3 separate regions of the Mus musculus genome follow, and regions 1 and 3 are each linked to region 2. A link is a contact called in public HiChIP or PLAC-seq data. All regions are on one chromosome and are shown on one strand. Each heading gives the region's core, a stretch centred on a gene start, on an enhancer-like site or on the middle of the called end of the contact. The rest is flanking DNA. Distances are from core to core; before and after follow the strand shown. Region 1 holds the start of Krt87 (keratin 87). Region 2 holds the start of Nr4a1 (nuclear receptor subfamily 4, group A, member 1). Region 3 holds the start of Krt7 (keratin 7).

Region 1 (4,601 bases), core at 1,417-3,916, 170 kb after region 2:
CTTAGTCCCTCCAAAATCTTTAAATTTTCAGTCTAGAAGAAAACTCCCACTAGAACAGTGGTTCTCAACCTGTGGGCCGTGACCCCTTTGGGGGCCCCACATCAGATATCCTGCATGTCAGTTATTTGAGTTATGATTCATAATAGTAGTAAAATTACAGTTATGAAATAGCAACAAAGTAACCTTATGGTTGGGGGTCAGCACAACATGAGGAGCTGTAGTAAAGGGTCGCAGCATTAGGAAGGTTGGGAACCACTGATCTAGAAGCATGTGTCATCGTCGTCTCTCTTTAGGGAGGACCTCTGGGGAGCACCCCTTCAAAATCCCATTTAAACCTGTTGTCTTTGACTTAATTTTACTTGTTTCTACAAGCCTCCTCCCCAGTGTCCCTCACCTCTTCTTGTAGCCCTCCATGGACTCCTGCACATGGTTGAGCTCGGCTGCCAGCCTCCCGCTGTCGGCCTCCACACACTCAGCCTCCCGCCTCAGCGCCTCGATGTAGCCCTCGAACAGAGGCTCCATGTTGCTCTCACAACACTTGCGGTTCTGGTAGAACTGCCACTTGGTCTCCAGCAGCTTGTTCTGCTGCTCCAGGAAGCGCACCTGTGTTTGGAGAGGGAGAAAGTCTGTGTGGGAGGAGCCAACATGCCCTCCTTAGGTTGTAGAAAGAGCCAGACAGAGCTCATTGAGGAAGTGTGTAATGGTTGGGCAAATGAATGTCTGTCCAGATGGGGTAGGAGGGAAACCCTGAGACATGTAGCTGTGCTGGGTAACTGAGTGACTTCCGGTAAGGCAGAGGAAAGCAGGGAAGGCTCCCTGGAGGAAGGAACACAGGACAGTGAAGGGAAAGGAGAAAAGGAAGCCTTTCTCCATGAGCTTCCTCAGGGAGAGTTGTGACTTATCTGATGTCCTTGGTGACCAGCTGAGAATGGACAAAGTAGAGAGGGAGTCCTGGGGTGCGTCAGAGACGCGAGGGTGAGCATTCTGGGGCTCTTGCCACTTAAGAGCTCTGGAGTCCCAAGTACTTGCTAGTCTCTAGAAATCATGTAGACTGGAGAAGATTTTAGAAAACAGGTCCATGGGAATGTCACCGTTTACTGTCAGTCAAGTAGATCGGACAGTGGATGTGGCCAAGGACCTGTGTTGACTAAAGAATGGCAGCCAGCCCCGACTAGCCCTGGGCCTCTGGGTTTCCACTTCCTGAGACTGGACTGGAGCGGGGCTGCCTCTCACCTGCAGGCCTGGCCCCTGTGCTCCTACTTCCAAGAGTACAGCTGAGGACTGGAGCATTAGAAGTTCCAAAAATGGGAACTGGGGTCCTTGGTACCGTGTGCGCAGAATGGTTTGGGTGGTCTTAGTTGCTAAGATCCTGGGGCTTTCTCAGCTCGACCTTCCTGATCAAGGGTGTGGCCGGCGCACACACTGGTGGGAAGCTGCTGAGGTTCAGAGAGGACGCCGCCCGCCATACCATATCACCCAGTGAGCCAGAGGAGGAATTAGGTGTTGGGCAAAGGCTACAGACTCTTGGGTCCAGGTTCCTTTCTGCTTGACTGTGGCTACTTTCCTAGGGTGTAGTCTGGCTAGAGGGAACTGTGACTCTGGGCTTTGGGCCCTCTAACTCAGGGCCTGAGGAATGGAACACTCCGTGCCCGGGTCTGATCTGACTGTGTGGTGGAACGGCTCCATCACTGTCACTTTTTCAATTCCGGGCACGAAGGACTATGCCACAGGCATCAGTCTTTATGTGCTTCCGGTTTCAAGGCTGGCTGTAGCTCTCTGCCCTCTCTGGAGACACCACGCTGCGAGATCCAAACATACGTATGTGCGCATGCGCAGGAATTTGCACGCATGGCACACTGAAACAACGAATTCACTGTGTTGGGAAAGCAGCCTCACTAGGTATGTGTCAAATGATTTCACAAAGCACGGCATTCTAGTTGAGACTGTCCCATGGGGCTGTGAATTTTCTTCGTTAAAAGTGGGAGAGAAAGACAGCTACAGTGTACTCATATACATAAAATAAATAAATCTTTAAAAAAATAAATAAAAGTAGGAGAGAAGGCTGCATTAGAAGGGAGAGAAGTTAAGACCAATGTCCTTTCTCAGTCTTAAGTACTGGAGCAGTCTTGAAGAGGTGTGACTTTTCTCATCATCTAAAGTTACCTAGAGCTCCCTTTCTGAGAACCTGCTTGCGGATTGCTCCCAGCAGGTCCTCAGGTGCCAAGAAGGGGCTGGCCCAGGACACCCACCTTGTCGATGAAGGCTGCGAACTTGCTGTTGAGACACTTGATCTGCTCCTTCTCCTCATGCTTCACACACTGAGCATTGGGGTCGATCTCCAGGTTCAGGGGTGTGAGCAGGCTCTCATTGACAGAGACGGTGGTGATGCAGGGGGGGCTGGGCCCGCAGACGCCTCCAGATCGGTACCCGAAGCTGCGTCCACAGGAGCCAGAGCGGAAGGGCCCGCAGACGCTGCGGCTGCCGAAGCCCCCTGAGAGTCCGCGGTAGCAGGAGATGCCCCTGTAGGGAGCTGCAGAGATGCAGCAGCGGCCGGGCCGGGGACCACATGCCGAGGCGCAGCTGAAGGCGCGGACCCCACAGGAGGCTCCGAGGCGGGAGGAGAAGCAAGACATGGTTCAGAGGCGATACAGAGTCAGGCTGGACCCCGAGGCTCGCTCTGAGCCTTATATCGTGCAGGAGGGAGCGCGCCCGCCGCCCAGGCGTTTATGAGCTTGCCTGTTGGAATCAAAGCAGCCCGGGCTACCTTGCCGCCCCCATAAAACGGCGTTCTTCTCCCGCCCGCCCTGGCTTTATGGTGCCACGAAGCGCCTGGTCAGCTCCGGGGCTGGGCACTGTGGGCATCGGGCGGGACCCTCGTGTCGCGCTATTGGGACTCACTGGGTCACTGTCTCCATCCCAGGCTGGCTCACATCCCACCTGGTTCTCCACCCTGAAGGCTAGGAAGCCCTGGCCTTGGAGGTGACCTTTGAATTCATGCTGTAGGGGGCGTGCTCGCACGATGACAAGACCTTTGAAGTTATGGGCAAATTCATGTCCAACTTTGGGTGGGTAAATAACCTTTCTGAGCCTTAGAAGTCCTGTGGGGAGCAGGGATAAGGGAATAATAATAATAATAACAACAATAATAGTAGTAATAACAGAAGAGCTGCTGATAATAGGATAATAGGATAATGGATCCGAAAGCCTCTTAGGCAGGACCTAGCACTTAAGAGCTCCAGAAATGTTTGCTTGTTTATCTATTTGTTCCACTATTGTTAACTTGTTATTCTTCCTGTGTCCCTTTAGGCAGAAACGTTCCCGTATCTCTTCTCTTCTCTTCTCTTCTCTTCTCTTCTCTTCTCTTCTCTTCTCTTCTCTTCTCTTCTCTTCTCTTCTCTCCTCTCCTCTCCTCTCCTCTCCTCTCCTCTCCTCTCCTCTCCTCTCCTCTCCTCTCCTCTCCTCTCCTCTCCTCTTCCCTCCCTCCCTCTCCGTCTCTCTGTCTCTTTGTGTGTGTCTCTGTCTCTTTCTCTGTCTCTCTCTGTCTTTCTATCTCTGTCTTTCTCTGTGTGTCTATCTGTCTCTCTGTCTCTCTCTTTCTCATTCAGCTCAGCTCCTATCTCCTCTAACCCTTCTACCCTTCCCTATGCACTTTGGAGAGAGAAGCCACAAACACTGATGACTGCCCTGCCTAGCCCACTAAGGGATTTTCGTTGTTTTTGAGACAAATAAGGATTCACGTCGTCCAGGCTGACCCCAAATCACTAGCCTTGAGCTCATGGTGTTACTGCCTCCACACCCCAAATGCTGGCACAGCAGGTGTGAGCCACTGCATCCACTGTGGAGGGCTCTTTGACACATGATTTCTCCCAAATCAAAGGCTTTCTTCAGGGGTTGTGCCCATTCATCTGCTTAGCAAGGTGACCTCATAGTGGCGCATAGACTTATGTGGAAGGCTCCAAGGACTGGAGTCAGGATCTGAGAGTTCTGAGCGATCAGAACTGCTTCAAGGCTGTCTCTTCAGGGCCTGTGCCTGTGTGGCTGTGGGCTGTGGGCTGTGGAATAAGGCTGGGATCTTAGAGGCAGGAGTATGGGCTGTTTCCAATGGTCATGGATACTGACTCTAGGCAGCTAGAACCATCATAAAGGAAGTTAATTATGTGTCCCATCGCTAGCAGCGGAAACCGGAGTGTGTGCTCAGCAGCCAGCATTAAAGAGAAGCCTGCAGGTCACCTGGTGCTTCCTTTGTTTTAAAGCTGTGCTATTACTGTGCATGCAATAATTAAATCTGGGAACTCCAAGGTCATCATAGCCAGCCCTGACAGCTCACTTCCAAGGAGTGTTGTTGGATTGCCACCAACTTTGTTCTTTACAACTGTCTCTCTTGGGATAGGGTGATTTGGTCCAGCCTGGGTTTGTTTCCTCTCAGTTTAGTTCAGCCATGGTTCTGTGCATGAGATGAATCTTCAACTTCAGTGTCTTGGCTGTAAGACATCTCTCTCTCTCTCCCCCTCCCCCTCCCCTCCCCCTCCCCCTCCCCCTCGCCCTCTTTCTCCAAGGCCTTACTCTGTAGCTCAGGCTGGCTTTGAACTCTCCATCTTCCT
Region 2 (4,504 bases), core at 1,553-4,052:
CCCTAGGGTACACTGGTAGGCTGGGCCCTGGTGTGGGGCCTGACTGGATAGCACTGGTTTGTATCTGCAGTATGTTAGCTCTTCTCCCTGCCCTTGGTGCGTTTTGGGCATTCAGCTCTAGTTTTGGACACACAGCTCCCAGAATTACTCATTCTCTGTTCTTCCCCCACCCCCTACCGCAGTGAGCAGTTGAACCTGGTTTGAGTCTTAAGAGCAGGACTTGGTGGTCCACTGAGAGGCTTCTGCCCAGGCTGGGACCAGGTTGGCTCCAGGTCTCCCAAAGCCTGCGTCAATTATCTACCTGCTTCCATCCTGCAGAGTCCTGGGCTAGTGTTGTTGGGCAGCCTCTGGCCTGCAAGGATGAAGTGTGGGATGCCCCCAAGTCCTTTATGCCTTTCTTCTGTCTGTGCTAGGGTTCATGCTCCACATTGGTGGCCCTAGCTATGTTCCCACAGAGGGACTCTTTCTCTGCCTCACACTTCCCCAGCAGCAGCTGCTGTTCCTTGTCCCCCTCTAGCCTTGAGGCAGCAAGAACCTTTGTAGTGTGTAGTGGCTCAAGGAGGTTGGCCTGGGTGAGAGTGTGCTCTTGGGCTGTCCTCTGCTGCTTACCCTTTAGCTTCTCCCTCAGGAGAAGTGGTCTGTGCTACTTTTTTGTGAAGGCAGAATGGTGGGGAAAGTGGATAATGCTAGAACTCAGGATGGCACACCCTGGTGAAGACAGGACCTGCACCTGCTTCTGCTGGAGGGAGGGACCGTCCTGGCTTGTCTTGCTGGCATATTTAAACACATCTTGGGAGTAGAGGGGAGGTGGGGGGCTGGGTGGAGAGATAAAATGGGGAGCCAGATATGACATAACCAGAGCTAAGGTTATTTGTCCTTTAGAGCAAAGGCATCCATTCTCATAGAACCCCTGGGTCCTGTCTTCAAGTGTGTGTGTGGGGCATAAATGATAGTAGTGGCTTCCATATTTAAACAAGGGCCCAAGTAAACTTTTGTGCAAGGGCCCAAGGAAAGAAAGATCCAACTATGGATGATGTGGGGGTGGGAGGGTCCAGGATGGCTCCAGTGGACATCATCCTGTCCACACTTCTTCTCCTAGGTGGCTTTTTGTCCTTTGGAAGGTGGCTTGGTAAAGTCCAGAGCTATGGACTCAGCCGCAACGAGACTACACGTTAGCCTGGGGGGGGGGTTGCTGGTAACTTCTGAACATATCACCGAATGACATCAGCAGTGTATGAAAACTGTTCCGTATGCAGGGGACAGTGATTAAAAAGAAATAGCAGGCTGGTTGGGGGGGGGGGTCTTTTGTGGTGATGGGATGGACTCCAGGTTACAAATGCTAGGCAAGCAAGAACTCTACCACTGAGCTACGCCCTTAGCCCATTTTTAAAAACCGGTTATGGCCAGAATAGGCCGTCATTGGATAGTCTCGGTTAGTCTGCTGCACTGGTGGGCTGGCAGCAGAAATCGGGAACCAGGGGGTGGGGTCAAGGATGGGATAGAGATACTGCAAAGAGAATCCCTAGTAGGGAAAGCTAACCACTGAATCTTTTCTCCATACCCCTTCCTTTCTCTTACCTGACTACAAATGAGGTTTCCTTTAGCTTAGACTGGGATGGAGATGTGACCTGCAGGGTGACAGCTCCAGGTGGCTGCAGCCTGGTCTGCACTTTGAGTACAGCCCTGGCCAGACCCTTCCCTGCAAGCAGTAACTGGTTACAGCTGCTCTCTTCACTGCTGGAGCAGGTAGTGGGGAGGCAGGTGGGTCCCCATCAGGGACTGGGACCAGGGAATTGACAGAAGAGTGTGAAAAGGAGATGGAGTTCGATGGCCCTGGGTTCAAGACCCCATTGTGCTACTACCTAGCTTAGTGACCTTGAACAAGTACCATTATGTCTCTGAATCTATTTATAAAATGGGGAAGAGTTGGCAAGAGTTTGGAAAGATTTCTCAGGCTCCACCCGGTTCTGAAATTCGGCAATTTCTCAACTAGGGTGCATCCATCCTGCGAGGGGTTAAGAGGCCATCGCTGAGAAACCAGCATCGGTGTGGAGCCGAGCCCGTTGACCCAGCCTGGCAAAGCTATGCCCTTTGGGAAGGAACCTTGAAGGCCAGAGTGCCTGTCCTCAGTCCTGGGGCTAGAGACCCTGCACATTGCCAAGGCTGAGGCACGGGCCCAGCCCACCTCCTATCTTCTGGGTGTGTCCCAGAATGGCTTGCCTCAGCCCTGAACTGCCCTGGCTGCTCAGAATGGCAGAGAGTGATACCCTAGGTGTCCAGGACAGACTGGGAAAGGGACAAAAGCGGAGCAGGGCCTGGGGTAGGGGTGGGCAGGAGGGAGAGGGAGCTGTTGGCACCAGGAGCAGCTGGAGGGGAGGAGATCCTGTTCTGGGGAAGCCCTGCGGGCACGGATTTACAACACCCCCTCCTCCTGGTCGGTTATTTCGGACCCCGGGACCCGATCCCGGGTCCGGCTTGGTGAGCCTAGTGGGTCTGGAAGCTACTATATTTAGCCGGCGCAGCGGGCGAGAGGAAAACTATTTATAGATCAAACAATCCGCGCTCCCTGCGTCAATGGAACCCCGCGTGCGTCACGCGCGCAGACATTCCAGGCCCCCCCTCTTCGCCCCGCCCCCTCGGGCTCCCCGTCCCCGCGCCTCCTCCTGGCCGCCTCCCGCCGGAACCGCGCCGCCCCCCGCGCCCTTGTATGGCCAAAGCTCGCCGGGCCGTGTGCGTCAGTGGCGCCCCCGCCCCTCTCCATGCGTCACGGAGCGCTTAAGATGTGGGTCGGGCTCGCCAGGGGAGCCCCAGTGCAGGAGGCTGCGAAAGTTGGGGGAGTGTGCTAGAAGGACTGCGGAGCGGAGCGCACGCGGGACCAGGCTGCGACTGGGTCGCTGGTCCCGGCCACAGGGAGTGGGAGCCGGCTGGGTAGGTACCCCGCAGGGAGCGTGTTTCTGTTTCTAGGGACAGTGCATGAAAGAGATGGGGTGTACGCGCGGGCGAAAAGGAAGGGTGTTTTCGGGTCGGCTTACGAGGAGGGGTGTGTAGGGTGCATTTTTGGTATTAAAGGATAGCTCTTGGAGTAGGGTGAGCCAGGGCTTGAAGTTTAGGAAGCGGGCGAAGGGTCTGCAAGGTGCTTGGTTTTGGTAGGTAGTGGGCGCTTGTTTAGGAGGTTTCCCCGCTAGGATCTCCAGTGTGAGGCACTCTGTACTCTGGGTTTGGGTGTTGATTGCCGGGTAGGGGGTTGTCTGAGCATGGACTGGGAAAAGGTACTCAGAGCTTCGGCGTTGCTGGGATCCATCCAAGTACAAGTAAGATTGGATTTCCACGGGTCTCCTTCCCGGGCTCTCAGCCCCCTTTCCCAGTGTTTACTTAATACTTCATAGGCTGTACTTAGATTTTCTGATTCCCTTACCGAACTTTCTTTCTGAACCGTGCTGGAAGACCTGGGGGTTGCTGAAGGAAATGGCTAGCTAGGTTGGCTGGGTAATGGTTGTGTTAGACTAAGTTGTCAGAGTATCTAGAAACCTAGGAGCTGTAGCCTGGTGCAGCTACTGAAAGCCGCACGTGGAGCCTGGGTGGAAGTTGCTCACGATAGAGTCTCGATGTAGTACTGACTAGGGGGGAGACCCCTTCTGTCATCAGACAGACTTGTATACCCCAGTGGTCTTTTGAGTCTGTTAGGTAGGGTGCAGCCTGCGGGCTTGGTCACCTAACAGGTGTTGCCAGGACCTGCCCCAAGCCGGATTCTCCCACTCCCTCTTTCAACCCCGCCTCTTCCTCCTCCTTGAGACACCCCCACCCCCTCAGGAGGCTAGATGCAGATCTGTATCTTGTGTTGCGGACTATCGGCCTGAAGCTGGGTAGATTGGTGGGGGTTGATCCGGATGTAGGATGTCCAAGTGGAGAAACAGGATTTGAATGGAGCTGGAACAAACGCCCAGTCCTGACTGGCTGCCACCCTTCTTCCTCCACCCCCAACCCATCCCTTCCCAGGCTTCTTGCAAACAGAGGCAGAAGTGGCCATATTTCTTTCTTTCTCCCAGGTGCTGTATGCCCTAGGGACTTGACACGGGGCAGGCGGGGTGGGAACTGGTTGGGGGGGGGGTGCTGTTTTATGGGAAGTCGTATGCCTAGCCAGCGGTGGAGCTGTCCTGGCTAGGCACCCAGGGGTGGTGTGGGGAATGGGAGAAATACTGGGACTAGAGGGTCTCAAGGGCCAGCAGGTGGTGATAGTCTTTTTCTCCACCCCACCCTCTGCTCCAGCACCCTCTGCCTCAGCACCCTCTGCCTCAGCACCCTCTGCCTCAGCACCCTCTGCCTCAGCACCCTCTGCCTCAGCACCCTCTGCCTCAGCACCCTCTGCCCCAGCACCCTCTGCCCCAGCACCCTCTGCCTCAGCACCCTCTGCCTCAGCACCCTCTGCCTCAGCACCCTCTGCCTCAGCACCCTCTGCCTCAGCACCCTCTGCCTCAGTGTTCCTGTGTGACCTGTCTTTTCAACT
Region 3 (4,721 bases), core at 1,607-4,106, 150 kb after region 2:
TCACCATTATTATTATTTTTTTAAAGTAATCTAGTGGTTCCAACTACTGGGGTTCAAATCTTAGCTTTTCTACATTTTAGCTGTGGGAGCTTGGGCAAGTGACTTAAATTATTTGTACTTCAATGTATTCTCTTCATATGAGGACCATACTGGGTTTGGTGAGACATGTCTATAATTCTAGCACTTAGGAAGCTGGGACGGGGTCATCAACAATCTGAGGCCAGCTTTGGCTACACGGTGACAGCCTGTCACAAAAGGTGGAGAGGTACAATACACCTCTGTGTCATAGGTTATATCATACGGACAAAATGGTTCAGTACGTTAAGCCGGCACATGCGCAGAAGATACCATGTAAACCACAGCCCACATTCTCCATGCCTGTTATGTTCTTCAGGATGGTGGTGTACAGTCAGGAAAGTAGCCTGCTGTCCATCACATCCTTCTCAGCCTGTGTCCCTCAGCTCCTTTGTGTTATGCTTGTATGCCCTGAAGTTTTTGTGTGTGCCACTATTAGAGATTGAGCATTGGTCCACATACATGCTGGTCACGCACTCTGCCATTGGCTACCTCCCCCAGTGGCTCACGCAGACTGCTAAATGGCTTTTAGTCTGATCAGCAGTCACAGTTCAAGATCATGAAAAAAAAAACTCCCCCCCCCCCCGGTCTAAGAATTAGAATGTGTGTTTTTTTTTTTTCTGGTCTTGAATACAAGTTATTATGTTTCTCCTGCTCTGTGAATGGAGCCACAATGTCCACTGGGCCAGGATTGCAGGGGCCAGGCATCCAGGTCAGGATTGGTGGATACAGGTAGTGCTAATAATCTGTGCTCACTGCTGTTGGTGGTTGGGTTCCAGAGGATGCTTAGCATAGTAGCCAAGAGAGTCAGGGGACAAGCAAAGTTTACACTTGGCATCGCTTAGTGTGAGTGTGAGTGTGAGTGTGAGTGAGTGTGTATGGTATGTGTGAATGTGTGGTGTGTGTTTGAATATGTGTGTGAATGTGTGTGTGTGAATGTGTGTATGTGAGTGTGTGTAGCCTCACTGAGTTAGGCAGAAGACAATGGAGGAGTTTGTGGGGCTAAGGCAAAATATAGGAGGTAGTCTCTCTAAGGTCTGCATGTGGTGAGAGGGGAGGGGAAGGAATGGGTAAGAGAGAGAGAAAGAGAGAGAGAGACAGAGAGAGACAGAGAGAGACTGGGTTCAGATGAACCACTAGGCTGTGAACTCTTTTGGGGCAGGAATTTGATGGGAGGTGTGGTGTCAGGGGCTGGCAGCCCTCTGTGAAACACTTCAAAGGACATTTGTGTGTGTGTGTGTGTGTGTGTGTGTGTGTGTGTGTGTTGCCTCCACCTGGCACTGAGTGGCCTCTCAGGTTGGTCTGGGAATGTGGGAGCAGGAGGAATCTAGCTAGCACTGGAGTTTTAAAGAATGTTCCAGGGAGGGGTAAGAGGCCCAGGGCAGATGTGGGGTAGGCTCAGGAATGAGGAAGTATTTCTCAAGCCTGTGTGTGGTGGTTATAGGGGGCCGAGGCCTGGACTGAAGTGCCCAGGTACTTTTGTCTGTGTGCTTCCCAGCTCTTGTTAGACCCTCATCCTGAAGGAGCTGTGGCTGAGGGGGCCAGGACCCGTCCAGGTCAGCGCACTAGCTGTGCCCTGCTGGGGCTCAGCTTGAGAAAGAGAAGGAGCTCTTGGTGTGGGTGAGAAACAACCTCCAAAGTGGGGGATGGGTGGCAGGGGCTGTAGCAGGATGGAAAGTGGGGTGCAGAGGGGGACAAAGGACTGAGGAAGCACCTTGAGGGGTAGGGAGTCTCCTTGAGAGCTTAGGGTTGTCTACCTGAAAAGGCAAAGCAGGAAGAATATGACATTCCCATCCTCCCCACCTAGGACGCCCCTAAAGGACCAGTCTCACTGCATGGAGCCAGAGGTGGGCTAAAGGCTGTCCAAGTGAGTCTGGGAAAACTGGAAGTCCAGGAGCACTCCGAGGAGCACTGAGCACACCACCACGGGTTACCACAGAGGCCAGTTTTAGTTGATTCCCTTGTCAGGCATAGCCTAGTGGGTTTGTAAGCAGGAAAAATGAGGCAGAGCAGGGAGGAACGTCTGGATGTGAACGGGAGACAGGACACACACATGTGCATACAAATGTGTTCAGTTGTGAATCCAGACCCCCCATGCACAGACTGCACTCATATACACTCACACTAGTGTGTTAGGGGTATGAGGGCACAGAAGGGTACGCACAGCCATCCCAGGAACCCATACAGTAGTTTGAGGAGGGGGTGAGGCAAGCCCTCTGAACTTGGATGGTGGGGAGGGCGCAGTTACTGAAACAGCTCTTCCCAGTAAGGATCGTCACAGGGCCAGGTTACTCAAGAACTGAGCTGAGCTCTCCAGTAGCAGCTGGGCCAGGAAGGAGAGTCCTAGGAAGCCTAGGGCTTCCCCAGCCAGTGGGTGAGGGGTTTCAACTTTCAGCAGGAGCTAAAGTTTGTCAGGCACTTCCTTTTGTAGCACTTGGCTTTCCTACTGGCCTCAGGAATCTAGGTATTCACTCCTCATACCTGCTCTAGGAAGCCTTCTCCTGCCAATTGTAAGGTGGTCTCTTTGCGGTCCAGAGATTTCTGGGCTGTGGGTATCTTGGACAACTTGCCTGAGGTGTGGGTGTCTCACGACGGCGTCTCGGCCTCCTGCAGACACTTCCCGAGTGGACGAAGAGCCTTGGGCGGCGGCTGGGGGCGGTGCGAGGGCAGAAGGCAGGCGGACAGGAAGGCCCTGGCTGCAGAGAAAGGTGGCCAGCGGCCAGCCCCGCCCTGTCCCCACCTGTGTGCGCTCAGCCTCCGCCCCGCATGGAGGAATAAAAGGTCGCAGACTGCCTGAGGTCAGGGAGTTCGCGCTGCTCCTCGCCTCGTCCAGCCAGCTGTGTCCAGCCGCTATGTCCATCCACTTCAGCTCTCGCTCCACTGCTTACCCGGGCCGCGGGGCTCAGGTGCGCCTGAGCTCGGGCCGCGCCAGCTTCGGCAGCAGGAGCCTCTATGGCCTGGGCTCATCAAGGCCTCGTGTGGCCGTGCGCTCCGCTTATGGGGGCCCGGTGGGCGCTGGCATCCGCGAGATCACCATCAATCAGAGCTTGCTGGCGCCGCTGAGTGTGGACATCGATCCCACCATCCAGCAGGTGCGCCAGGAGGAGCGCGAGCAGATCAAGACCCTCAACAACAAATTCGCCTCCTTCATCGACAAGGTGAGACAGCCTCAGTCGCACGGTTCTTTCCGGCCACGCCTTGCCCTGGGAGGCTGGTGTAGGTCTCTTTCCTCTTGTGTCTTCGGTGGGCTCTGTATAGTACTTCTCCTTACACCCTCCTTTAGTCTCCAAACTCCGCTCTGCCAACAAATGGCCTTGGGCCCCTCCCTTTCCTCAAGGACTCAAGGATTGCCCCCAAGTTCTCTCCAGCTTCCATAGTTGACTGGTCTCGGGGGATTTGGAGCCACTTTGTAACAGGTGTGAGGCTAGGAGCTCTGGAGGCCAAGGCCAGCAGTTAGTTCTTTGGTGTCTGGGTCCCTTTCCCTGGGAGGAGGTTGTGAGGAGTCAGGAATGGGGTGGGATGACTCCTCCTTTCTCCATGGGAGAACTTTGTATCTGAGGTAGATGCTGAGAATAAAGGCCTGGCGGAGGGAGGCTTCTGCCCTACTTACCTGCCCGTTCCTCTACCTTTTTTGTTGGTAGGAGGTAAGGTTACCTCTGCCTTTGCAGATGGCTCTGTGGGAGACTGGGACTTGGGAGAGGGGCCCTTTGGAAGGTATCTCCCTGGCTGTCCATCCCAGTCATTCATGGGCATCTAGGAAGCTGAGGCCTGCAGTCCTGCCTGTCCCTCTGGCTAGGACCAATCCCTTGCTTCACCGTCTCCCTTCCAGTCCTCCTGCCTGTACCGTTCTGTCCCAGAAATCCTTAAAAGAAACTTCCCAGACTGCTCTAGCCCCACTTCCTGCTCTATGCTGAGCTGTGCCATCCTAATCCAGCTCATGATTCCTCAGGCTGCTGGTTTCAAGGGCTTTTCTTGCCTCCCACCTTCAGGCTGAGATAAGAGGAAGGAGAGAAGATACTGAGGAAGAAAGAAAAATTCCAGCGTGGAAGGAGGGGCCAGTCCAGTCAGTCCCCTAATACCCTCTCACCCCCAGCTTCAGAGAAGAAAGGGGCTATTTAAGGGGCAGAGGTAGAAAATACCATTGAAGCAGAATTGGCTAGGAACAGTGTACTCCACTAAGCCAAGCACATCAACTCCATGGCTTACACTTGAAATAGGGTCCTAGGGATGAGGGGTAAGCACAACTAGTGGGCACATGGGCTCTGCTGCACAGTGGTTCCAGACTTTTCAACATCTGTGGTAGTAGAGTCTGGCCCCTCAGGTTCCTCCTCTTCCACACCCCTCCAGGTACGCTTCCTGGAACAGCAGAACAAGATGCTGGAGACCAAGTGGGCGCTGCTGCAGGAACAGAAGTCAGCCAAGAGCAGCCAGCTTCCCCGAATCTTTGAGGCTCAGATTGCTGGGCTGAGGCAGCAGCTCGAGACACTGCAGCTGGATGGGGGCCGCCTGGAGGTGGAACTGCGGAACATGCAGGATGTGGTGGAAGATTTCAAGAATAAGTAATGTCCCTGGTGCCTTTTGGAGGATCCCAGCCCTGGGGACAGTATGCCTCTCACACACAGACCCTCCACAAGTGTCCCTGGTTC

Evidence for each region. HiChIP or PLAC-seq counts read pairs in DNA pulled down with a chosen protein or histone mark.
Region 1: an H3K27ac HiChIP or PLAC-seq map of embryonic stem cells shows a contact between it and region 2, with 5 read pairs. The contact joins the promoter of Krt87 here to the promoter of Nr4a1 in region 2. A contact is called at or near these places in 2 of 115 datasets of contacts at active chromatin or transcription factors (embryonic stem cells and pancreatic cancer cells).
Region 3: a contact with region 2 is called in a FOXA1 HiChIP or PLAC-seq map of pancreatic cancer cells. The contact joins the promoter of Krt7 here to the promoter of Nr4a1 in region 2. A contact is called at or near these places in 2 of 115 datasets of contacts at active chromatin or transcription factors (embryonic stem cells and pancreatic cancer cells) and 1 of 9 other capture datasets (adipose tissue).

Annotation. Positions count from the first base shown.
Region 1 is chr15:101,436,138-101,440,738 of GRCm38.p6, forward strand. Krt87 (keratin 87) reads right to left here and starts at 2,667. Exons shown (of 9, transcript NM_001003668.2): 1 at 2,250-2,667; 2 at 395-603. The coding sequence starts at 2,633.
Region 2 is chr15:101,264,044-101,268,547 of GRCm38.p6, forward strand. Nr4a1 (nuclear receptor subfamily 4, group A, member 1) reads left to right here and starts at 2,803. Exons shown (of 7, transcript NM_010444.2): 1 at 2,803-2,928.
Region 3 is chr15:101,409,547-101,414,267 of GRCm38.p6, forward strand. Krt7 (keratin 7) reads left to right here and starts at 2,857. Exons shown (of 9, transcript NM_033073.3): 1 at 2,857-3,233; 2 at 4,423-4,634. The coding sequence starts at 2,928. Gm671 (a long non-coding RNA gene) reads right to left here and starts at 2,646. Exons shown (of 4, transcript XR_384459.2): 1 at 2,557-2,646.